Linked DNA regions of Callithrix jacchus: region 1 is linked to region 2. The links are chromatin contacts, called in public Hi-C maps. All regions are on one chromosome and are shown on one strand. Each heading gives the region's core, a stretch centred on a gene start, on an enhancer-like site or on the middle of the called end of the contact. The rest is flanking DNA. Distances are from core to core; before and after follow the strand shown. Region 1 overlaps CYP26B1 (cytochrome P450 family 26 subfamily B member 1). Region 2 overlaps LOC103787887 (a long non-coding RNA gene).

Region 1 (5,736 bases), core at 2,047-4,546, 200 kb before region 2:
TGGCCCACTCCGCCTCTGGGAGGTCTGACCAGATGTGTTGGAGGGGGCTTCTTGCTGCCATCACTGTGCTCCAGGTGTTTGCCCTGGCTGCCCTGGTGGTCTCGGGCCAGCAGGGGTGGGTGGGGTTGCCAAGGAAAAAGCCCAGAAAGTCTTGCCCAGTCTACCAGAATCATCTCTGGAAGCCAGGCCTGTGTCCTTGCAGCCAGAGCCTCAGAATCCCTCCCTGCTCCTGGGTTACCCCTCCCCTGCCCAGGGCCTGGGGTGTCTCTGATGGATAGGGGAGGGACCCCATCTCACTTTGTGTATAGAGAGCATGCAGTATTGCCCTAGAAGAGCAGATGGGAGTCTGGTTATGAAGGTGAGGGTGAGACAGTTGTCCAAAACATGGAGAAGGAGCTAGGGAATCATTCTAGAAGCTTCTTATGCCCAGCCAGGATTGGGCCTGTCCTCTTTTCCTTTGGAGATAGGACTGGACCTCTATGCATCAAGAACCCAGCAGCTTCAGGGCACCCCTGAACAGTGGCCTGGAGTTACCCTCAGGGAACTTGGAGAGTATTTCAGGGAGGGACTTAGCCTTGGAGCCCCTGGACTGGGGAGACCTCAGGAGTAGTAGTCTTGCCCCTTCTACACAAACCCCTGCCTACAGGGCCTTCTGGGCCTGAAGCCGAGGTGGGGGACTAGGCTTTGGAGGTAGGGGTCAAGAAACCCTGCCTGTCCACCCACCATCCCTGACCTTTGGGTCTCATCTTGGAACCTTGTGCTGGGGTCTGTGTTTGAATGGAGAAGCCAGGAGATGCCTCGGCAGGAGGCGGTGCCAGGAGTACCCATGGTTGTGGGGTCCTGGGGAAGGCAAGCCCACACTGGCTCTAGAAGGCCCTGGACCAAGGCACAGCCTCTGGCTACAGTGATATCCACCAGGCTCAGCTTAGGGCAGAAGGTCCAGCCTGCGCTGGATGGAAGGCCAGTGGCACAGCCAGGCAGCTCTGCTGCTGAGAGATCTGCCCCAGCCCCCAGGCATAGGCACGACGCCTTTGTTCTGCCAACACAAGTCCTTTACCCAAAAGTTACTGTAGCACCAGTGGGTGGGCACAGGGGCTGCTGAGGGGGCGGTGGCAGGAGCTGATTTATCTGAAGGTCAGTGGGGGAGGGAACCCACGGTCAGCTGCCAGGGCGCCTGGGAATGGGTGCCTCCCTCTGCATGCCCTTGTGCCAGGCAGTGGGTGGGTGGGTGGCCTGGACAGGGGGGCCAGCCCTTCCCTCTGTCCCTCCTTTCTGTGTCCTTCTCCCAAGGCAGGGAGGGGTCCAAGGCTGTGATGCTGATGTGTTTGCTCACTCTCCCAGCCTTGGAAGACAAAGGTGGCCTTGGTGGGGAATGAGAAGGCTTGGTGGGGTCTGCCCTGGCCCTCCCATGATGGTCGCTGTATCTGTTCTGGGTCCCCTAGACCTAAAAAGAAGCAGCTGCAGGGCCCTGAGACACGCTGGGACCACACCAGCGTGGTGGGGACAGCTGGCCTCACCCTGAGAGTGGACCTCACCCTGAGGAGGTTCCCCTTCAGGACCCTTGGATAAATTCAGAGCCCACCAGGCCTGGCAGAGGGCAGCTCTGTGGGATCTGGAGTGGTGGGAGGCAGGGAGTTCAGGGCCTCTGGTGGGTGTGACCAGCCATGCTCTGCACTGTGGCCTTCGAAGGGCCCCTTGGGAGGGCCCCTCCCCACCCACAGTTTTCTAAGGTGGGGGTTCCTGGTGGCTGGAGGCAGGAGAGGTAAGAGCAGCTGGGCAGGTCTCAGAATCTGTGGCTCTGCAGGTATCTGCCAAGTGCTGCCCTCCTTTTCTTGTCTTGCCCACCTTGTGCTGTGTGGAAGAGTTAGGGCAGTGGGGGGCATGTCTCCAGGTAGGATAATCACAGCTGGAGTCAAATGGGGGGCAGGCACTCTGCTCCAACTGCTGGAGCCTGTTGGGGATCTGGGCAAGCCTCCCTGCAACCAGAGGGACTGAGTGTGCCCAGCCCCACACACCCGGATTGGACATTTCCAATTCTGGGCGAAGCTGCCTGGCATTTCCAGTGGGCCAGGGTGAAGCTGAGGCCCAGTGGAAATGCCAGGCAGCTGGGAAGATGACGTCCTCTCACCCCCCTTGCCTGAATATAAAGTACACACCTTGGCGTCACCCCTGTGCGGACGGCTGCCTCAGCGGCGGCCTGCCCTCTGTTATTCTTTCCACTCCGCAGGCCGAGGCTCCGGTGGCTTGGCCGGGTGGCCTGCCCGGGCCCCCACCCTCCTGGGCAGCCGCTTCCATTCCTCCCAGTCTGAGTCACTGGCCCAGGCAGTGGGTCCCTGCTTCAGCTCTGCCGGCTTCTGTGCCTATCCGTTTGTCCATCTGTCCACATCGACCAGCAGAGAAGGGGGCGCTATGTGGCTGAGCAAGTGTGGCACGCAGGGCTATAGGGGTTCACAGAGCGACCTCCCTACCAGGGCACTGGGTGAGAGGTGGGAGGGATGAAGAGACCCGGTCGGGGAGAAGGCACTTGTAGAAATACTGATGGGGAATCTGAGCCTTCACCAGCCCCTGGGGGTGCCCCCAGACCCTTGTGGGATCAGCTCCCACTCCAGAGGGAGGAGGGAAGCAAAGGTGCGAACTCCTGAGCCTGTGGTGTCCTTGGGGGCTTGGCAGGGGAGTTGTCCAAGGCCATCCCTCCCAGCGAGTGCCCTCCCTCCTGCCCAAGCCTCTGAGGCTGCAGCAGGTAAACCTGGACAGGCGCTCCTGCTCCTGCGACAGTGCTCTCGCTCTCCCCCGCACCAGCCCTGGTGGGAAGGCCATACCTGCCGCTCCCTCTGCAGGGTTTGGTCTGGGCCTGGGCTGGCTTTCGGTGACCTTTGTCCGGCCTTCTTGGCTGACTTTTGGGAATTCCGAGGGAAGCCCCAGAGGGAAACAAAGCAGCCTGGCTCCTGCGATGCCTGTGGTCAGGGAAGTAGCTGCGGCCCGAGCCCTTCCTCTCTTCACTCAGAGCCGCTCCCTGGCACCTTCCCAGTATGCCCCAGTCCTGACCCTAGCAGGCTGCGGCCTCAGACCCAGCCCTCCCTGACGCAGGCCCGCAGCCTGGGCCTCCGCCTCCACCTCCGCTGTCCTTCGCAGCGGGTGGTGGTTTCAGAGCTGCCCCAGCTTCCGGAAGTGCCTGTGTTGTTACCCCTGGGCACAGACCCAGGGATGAGGCCCTGGAGGCTTCCCAGGCTGGGGAGGCCCCTATGCCTGTGGAGCAGCTGGGCCAGAGGAAGGGGCCTGGACCTGGTGCCTCTGAACCCAGCCCCTGGGGCTGGAGTGCCCTCTGTTCACCTTTGCTGGGCTTCTTATTTGGGCGGATTCTCCACCCCACGGTGGGCTCTGAGAAGTGTCATGGACAGCCCAGTGGAAAGGCCCTCAGAAGGGCCAGTTGGGTCTCTAGTGACCCCAGTGGGGAAACAGCTCCAGGAGGGACAGCGGCCTGCTGGCTGTCACTCAGCAAGTCAGCTGTGGCAAAGACAGAGTCCTGGAACTGCCTTCACTTCTCTTCCAGAAGCCTCAGCCCCAGGGGCCTGCAGGTGCTGGGTGGCAATGGCTTTTCCAGGATTCCAGCTTCTGGCCTTGCCCATGGACCCCTCCCCCCGGGGGTCATGTGTGGACCTCTGTCCTCATAGTCCTCCTCTCAGTTCTAGGTCCCCCTCGGGCCTTCTCTTTTCCTGAACTGTCCCTGCCTGCCCTCCAGGGCCCCCAAGGCCTGGGAAGGAGCAGTTCAGCCGGCCATCGCTAGAGGGCGCAGGAAACAGAACCCATGGGGCAAGGCAGAGCTTGTCCATGGGTGAGGTGGGGGCCCTCCATGCTCCCCCTTTTGAAACCCTGGGATGGCCCCTCCCGGGACATTATGGTCGGTTTTGGGTGTATGAGTGGGGGCTGGAAGGCGCTCTCCAGGGAATTTGAGCATTGCCAAGTTCTGGGCCACTTTGAAGGGATAGCATCTGCTTAGGGGCAGGTGGGTGCAGATGTTGACGTGCTCAGTGGATTGAAAGGTCACCTGGCTCCACCTCACTGTTTTACAAATGAGGAAACTGAGGCTTGGGGGAGCAGGTGGCCATTCGGCCATGATCACACTGTAAGTTGCTGGATGATGCACAGTTACAACTCAGCCCCTTTTCCATCACCCACTGCACCTAAGAGCCCACTGACTCCGACTTTGGCTGGGCCTGGTGGACGTGGCCTCTGCCTTTTCCCCACTCCTCACGTCTGTCTTTGGATCAGGTCTCCCATGTGCTGGGGGCCCTGGCCAGCCCCTACCCTGCACCCTCCATGACAGAACCCCTAGTCCATCCTCGGCTGGCTGGCTCTGGGTCAGCTATGACCTCTCTGGCCCTCTCTGTCCCACCTCTGGACTCCCTGTCCCGCCATGGAGGTCTGGTGGCCGCAGAGTGATTTTCCTGCCCTCTGTCTCATTTCCTGATGCACTTTCCCTTCCTATGTACGGCTGTCTGCTCACCCCGTTGTCTGCTCACCTTGTGGCTCTCTCCTGTCTGTAAGGGGTGCTTCATTGGCTGGTGCTGGGCTCCAGGGTAAGGGCGCCCTCCCATTTTCCCAAGACCCTTCATTTGCCCAAAGGCTGAAGCTGGAATCCTAAGGACACGAGGGTTGGGGGTTGAAGCAAACAAGCACTGCCTTTATACATCACTCTGAAAGGAGGCAGCAGTTAGAGTCCCCTGGAAATTCCCTGTGACCCCCAAAACTGGGCAAGGTGTGAATGACCCATCTGGGCCTAGGCTGACCTAGGCAACCTCCTATCATCCTTCTACCTCTCAGTTGTCGCTTTGTAGCAGGCCTGCCCCAAACAGCGCAGGCCTCTCTGCCCCTTGCCGGCCTCCTGCCCTCCCTCCCTCCCTCCCTCCACCGGGAATTTCGGAATGAAAGTGCTATTGTGAATGTCTGACTGGGCCACTGAAGGGCCAGCACTGTTATTTCTGCAAACCAGCCCTCCCATTAGCCATGCAGGGCCCAGGCCAGGAAAATGTTACCTTTCCTCCCTGAGCTGACTGCAGGGGAAATTCTCACATTTACAGTTTGTGCGGTGGTTGTGTCTGGGGGGCAGGAGGGGGAGGGCAGCGCGTGTGTGTGGTTTGTATGGGGTGGGGTGGGGGGCTCCCTCTTCTGCTTGTCCCTCCCCTCCCGGCCTTTGCTTGGTGCTGGTAGCAGGGGGCACTCGCCCTTCTCATCTGAACTCTGGTGGGATGGAGGCTGCTGCTTGCAAGTAAGACCCACGGGCTGTTGGTAAATAAACTTAACATCCTCCCCTCTCCTCCACACATGAAAAACTTGTGCTGGGAGACCTGGGTGAGGAGGGGTGGCGAGGGGGCTGCAGAGCCAGTCAGGAGGATGGAAGGCAGGGAGGTAGAAATAGGACTCACTGGCCGCTTCCAGTGTCCCTGGAAGATGCTGGGAATTCACAGGGCTTTTGTTTGTCTTTATGATCTTTGGGGGTGGAAAGCCATTGCCCCCAACCCCCCTGGTTCTGGACCTGGCCTCACTGAAGGCCTTTTAATGGCACAGCTGTTAATAATCCTAGAATCTGCACCCAGTAGGTGTTTCCCGCAAGTGATAAGTTTTGGTTCTGAGGAAGTCCTGTTTGAGGTCTAGTCTCAGGCTTTCTTGCTGCCCCATCCATGGAGTGGCTTTCCCCCGAGGGCCGTCCCTACTTCCCTGTGCAGTCTGACGCCTGTG
Region 2 (5,380 bases), core at 905-3,404:
GGTACAGACAAAAGGCAGAATGTCACTGGGTTGTCCCAGGGCTGCTGGCCAACAGCTTCTGGTGCCTTCCCTGAGTTGTGGAGACGAATACGAAGGAGGGTGGCGGGAGCCAGGAGGGGTGCTGCTGAATGCTGAGGCTGCAGATGTCCCCCTTTGAACATGATCCCTGTGTGTGTGGGCCTGTGTGGGTCGCGGGGTCCCTAGGGTGATGCTGTGCTAGCGAAGAAGGGCGCAGTTCAGCTTGGGGCATCTCTGTGAGAATGGAATGAAATTCCCTTGGGGTGTGGGTGAGGTTGAAGGGCACTGAACGAGGCTGGGCTGGGCATGTTTCGTGGTGGGTTGAGGTGTGTAGAGGACTTGAAGGCCCAGGGTAGCTGGGAGTTCAGTGTGGCTACGGGATCAGGGAACTGTGAGAGGGCTTGGGGCTGCCATCAGAGTACCCACTTTTTAAGTGGAGGGGCAGTGAGGTTTGGCCTGGGGTGTTCTGCTTGCAACCAGGTTGAGCATTACTGTGACATGTGGCTTTGGGGTTGGCAAGTCTTTGTTAGGTAGGCTTGGGCTGGAGATTGGGGCATGGATAATGGGGTTTGAAGATGAGTGTATGCTTAAGACACTGAGGGTCAGTCCAAGGTTAAATCTGGTGGGTCAGCTTTGGTAAGGCTGCGTATGAGGAGAAGTTCTGGGGTTACGAGTGTAGCCTTGTTTTAAGGTCTTGTGTTGGCTGGGATTGAGGTCGTTGTTTGGTAAGGCTCATGGAGTCAGTGAGTATTTAACTTGGGGGTTGTCTATGCCAGGGGCTCTAATTAGGGGGTAGGATCCATGGGAGGCTGGAGATGGGAGTGACAGGCCATGATTGAGATTGGGGTCAGCCTGTGGCTGGGCAGCTGGCAGAGCTGGGGTTCGGTGGATCAGTGTCTTCTAGAACTGAGAGGGTGTGCGTGTGTGTTGCCTGGGACAGGGAGCCGATGTGTATTAGGGGTTGGGGCATTGCCATGTGTGACTGAGTTCAGGGAGAAACATGTGCCCAGGCTAAATGTTCCAGTGTGGCTGTCTTGGGCCAGTGTATGGTTAAGGATGAAACCAGTGTATAGTTGGAATTGAGGGATAAGCATGATTCGGGGTCACTTGTGATTGAGGATTCAAGGTGCAGCTGGGCTTGCAGTTTGCTTATTGTGTTCATAGGTTTGTGGGTCAGGGTACAGCCAGATTTGGAGTAGACAGTCTGTGTTTGGGGATTAAGTAGTGTGTGTTTGAGGCTCAGTTGGAGGGTTAGGGTGTGCATGAAGTCAGGGAAAGTGAATGAGGAGTCTCCCAAGAAAGCCTCCTAGAGGAAGGAAGCCTCATGAGCAGAACCTGGAGGCTGAGTCAGAATGAGCTGACGACCTGGGCCAGGGTTCCACATGCAGTGGGGTTACAGGTCACTGTGGGACCACGAGGGTGAGAATGGGTCATAGGAACTGGCAAAAAGGGAGTTTATGGAGTCAGGGCTTCGTTTCGAGTGGCAAGTCCTTGAATAGACTTCTCAAACTGGGCTTCTTAGGGAATGCAGAAACTGGGGATTCAAGGATCGAACTTACTTGAATATCTGGGCAAAAACAATGTAGCAAATGCTGCTGCCCACACACCCTTGGTCCTCACACTTCTTGATACACTGACAGCTCTGTGCTGCAGCACCTGTGACTCTGTCTGAGGGTGTTGGCTGGGAGAGCAGGCTCAGTCTGCACTGACAAGCCACAAGGGCCTGAAGCCAATGCCCAGTGATAGCCCATCGCAAAGACAGGCAGGAATTGGTAGATAAATACCCTGGCTTCGGCGCCTTAGCCTGGCTGAGTGCCTTGCGGGCAGCAGTCTCTTGCTCATTTATCTACCCAAGGCGGCTTCCTTCCTTCCTTCACCAGCTCACAGTGCCGCTGCCCCATGGTGATGTTTCCTGGGATCACAGCCCAAGTGCAAGGACTTGCTCTCACACCTGTGTCTCAGGCCTCCTCCTAGGAACCCAGCCCCAGAAAGACACTTCAGTGGTAAAGCTAACAAAGATGGACTGTGGAGCATGAATTCCACAGGACTCCCGGAGATAAAGGAAACGCCCGGACGGAGAGCGCGTGCCTCTGCAGTGGGGGTTCCCTGCCTTAGCTCACCAGTAGGGGCTTCAATTTGGGAACCCCAGCTGAGCTAGAGGGCAGGGAGGGGTGGTGTGCCTCCTGGGTACCGACAGGGTGGAGCAGGGTGGGGCGTGGGTCTGAAGGGGCAAAACAACAAGCACTGAGCACCGCTCTGCACTAGGGCTTGGGGAACGAATCACATGTGGCCAGGGGTACAGTAAGTGCGTAGCTGGGATTCAGGTTCCTCAGCTTGTTTCCTCTATTACAGGGTCAGAATGGGATTGAGCTGACTAGCTTCGAGGTTGTTCTCGTCCTAATAACTTTGTGGGGATCAATGTGCAGTTGCTATGGGTGGCCAGAGTAGCCCAGTTGTGGTATTGTGTGGTGGGTGACCCTATTAAATCATGCTTGGGATTGGGAGTTATGCCATGGAACTGATGGTAGCTGTCAACAGTGGTCATGGAGTTCCCTGGAGGGAGGGCTGTGTAATTGCTTTGAGAGTACAGTGAGTCACTGGGTAGGGGTCAATATTTGAAACAGTCAGAATGGGGAGGAAGATTTATCCAAGGCAGCTGACAATCTGTGTAGTACATTTGCATGGATTTTTTTAAAAGGCCCCTCTCTGGGCAGAAGCAGCCCTGCCCCCATGGGACAGGCATGGTAAATGGGGTGCAGGTTGGATTTCAGCCTCCACTTGTCCTCTCATCTGGGTGCCTTTGGGAAGTGACCAACCAGCACAACTGCACACGCCAGTTCTGGGCGCAGTTGGCGTCTCTAGCAGGGCATCCTTTCTAACCTGCCTCAGCGGTGCCCATGTCCTCCAGCCCTCTCCACAGTTGTTGCCTCCAGCTGTCCTGCTCTTCCACAGGGAGCCCGGGTGGGTTTCTGCAGAATGAGCCTCTGCACTCTGTGAGGCTTGGGAGCTGGCTTCCTGGAGTGAGGGTCAGGGTCAGGGTTCGAGTCCTGGCCACGTCGTATATGTGTCAGAATGAGCAATGCCTTTTTAGGTCACATATACTTTGGACTTCAACACTGCTTTATGTAGGCTGTAAAATTAATAGGTGGGAACTAGATTTATGGGCCCCGCTGGGCTGTTCTTTGCTTGTTAGGTTAAACACACTGATTTCCTGGTACAAAAGTGCTTGTTAAAATAATCTCCCCCAGCATGTTCAGAGGGGACATATCTGTCTTTTTTTGGGGGAGAGGGGTTGGGAGAAGACCACATACCCCATCCCCACCTCCCCTCCTGACCCACCTGTCATGGCCTCCCCCATCCCCCACGGTGTGTATGATGGAATGAATGATAATGTTTCTGGGTGTGGGTGGGGGGCCTAGGGAAGGAATGCACATCCGTGCAGATAGCACCAGAGCCAGATGCACCCTCGCATCAACCCCCATTCACCCTGAAGAGCCACTGGCCTTCGTTCCTGCCCTATCTCTAGAAGGAGGGAGCAGGGGGAGGTGTGTGTATGGGAGGCACAGCTTGGCTGGAGGGGAGCCAGAGGATGTCCTAGCTGTCGCTTTTGAAGACTTGGAAGTTGGAAATGGAGGCAGAGAGGAGGCAGAGGCCCTGCTTCTTCCAGCTCTGCAAGCCCTCAGGTGGCATTGTGTTTGCAGATACATGAGACTCCTCATCTTCCACAATGCCTGAGACAGGCACCCTCCCTGAATGACTCACCCTCTTAGGGGGCAGAGGCTGTCTTGCCACCTCCTGCCCTGGTGGGGTGCCCCTTCTTCCCCTGGGGGTATGTCTGGTGGAGTCACAAGAGGAGTGGATTTTGCAGAGCTTGTCAAAAACTTCTGACAAGAACCAGGTTGCTCACAGATGTTCTGGGCAGAGCAGGGGCTGGAGCAGGCTGGGTCCCGTTGAGGGGAAGACAGTGTGGTGAGCAGCTGCAGAGACACTCCTACAGGGCAGGAAGAAAAGCCCAGGCTGGACCAACTCAAGAAGCATGCTTGGCACTTAGTAGGCGCATGAGATCTGGTTGAATGACCTCATGCTGATGGAATGCTCGGTGGCATCTACTTCCTTGTTGAAATCCAGCTGGTTTTGAAACCCTCCGAAGGTGATGCTTCCCAGCCCTTGAGCCCACGGCAGTGCCTGGCTCCATGGAATTCCAGGGTTCTCACTGAGCTCCTTTCCTCCCGCCTCGTGCTTTCTCAGGCATCATGCCCATTAATCTCCATGACTTGTCAGTGTTCCCCTCCTAGGCTGGACTCCTCACCCTCCTCTGTCAGCCAAACTGCTCAGCCTTGGAAACTCACTTCAAGCGCTGCTCCTCTGGGCTCCCATTGCCTTTTGTATTTGATATTTGCTGTCATTTCAGCAAAGCACATGACCTACTCCATGCCTCATTCTCCACATCTGTTCTCATTCCATCCCCACGAGGTCAATATTATACCCAATGATGGATGAACAAACTGAGGCCCTCTGACATCAAGGAACATACCCAAGGCCACCCAGCCAGCAAGTAGAGGAGCCAGGGTTCGAGTCTGGGTTTGAGGACTCTGGTCAGCGCTCAGCCCCACCACCTGCTGCTCTGCATGTACCTACTGCCATCACTGTGAGGTTTAGAATCATACATTTGTAAACCCCAATCGGCTGGCTGGACCCTGGGAGCAAGGATGTTGTCTAGATCGCTTTTGAATCCCTAGCCCTGCGCAATGCTTAATGCATGGTGGAAATGCAGTATGTGCCTATTGATTAAGTTATGCTCTTACACCTACAGAGAGTTAGGCCTGGGTTTAGACTGCCTGGTAAGAATCTAGGTTCTAGTATTTCCTGCCTCTGGGGCCTTGAGCAACTTACTGAACCCTTCTCATGTGGAAATTGAGGTAATAACGGTATGTATCTCAAAGAGCTGTTGCGCAGCTTCAACAAAATGCTCTGTATAAAATGTTTACGACGATGCCTGGCACACACTAAGAGTTCAGCATCTCTTCTTTCTAGCACTCTCTTAACTGACTTGACTCTCTTCTTGTTCTGAAATACTGCCACCTGCTGGTAGGTTCCAGGTGCAACCACCGCATGCCATTAGTGCCCAGAGCAGCTGCTCCCCAACAGGCTCCCACCTGATTCCTTCATTCGGACCATCCTCCTCCCCTCCACAATAGCCTGGCTGCTCTTCTCCTTCCAGACCCTGCACACGGCACCTCCTTCTGGGAGCTTCCTTGAGTATCAACCCTGCACACCAGTGAGCACAGAGCCTTGTCTAGCTTTCTTTCCCCCTCTGTGTTCCCATCCTCCAACTATTTATTTGGTCGCATGACTTTTAGAG

Evidence for each region. Hi-C and Micro-C count contacts between places; a contact is called where the count stands out from the background.
Region 1: a Hi-C map of induced pluripotent stem cells shows a contact between it and region 2, with 4 times the contacts expected there. The contact joins two enhancer-like sites. A contact is called at or near these places in 3 of 3 Hi-C or Micro-C datasets (induced pluripotent stem cells and skeletal muscle).

What each region holds. Positions count from the first base shown.
Region 1 is chr14:40,244,936-40,250,671 of calJac240_pri, reverse strand. All of the region lies in intron 2 of CYP26B1 (cytochrome P450 family 26 subfamily B member 1), which reads left to right. Among named protein-coding and RNA genes, the nearest start is that of CYP26B1, 9.9 kb to the left of the region's middle. Within about 2 kb of position 3,296, at least 6 of the 16 cell types and tissues checked have an H3K27ac peak or open chromatin away from gene starts, as enhancers often do.
Region 2 is chr14:40,045,960-40,051,339 of calJac240_pri, reverse strand. All of the region lies in intron 2 of LOC103787887 (a long non-coding RNA gene), which reads right to left. Among named protein-coding and RNA genes, the nearest start is that of CYP26B1, 210 kb to the left of the region's middle. Within about 2 kb of position 2,154, at least 3 of the 16 cell types and tissues checked have an H3K27ac peak or open chromatin away from gene starts, as enhancers often do.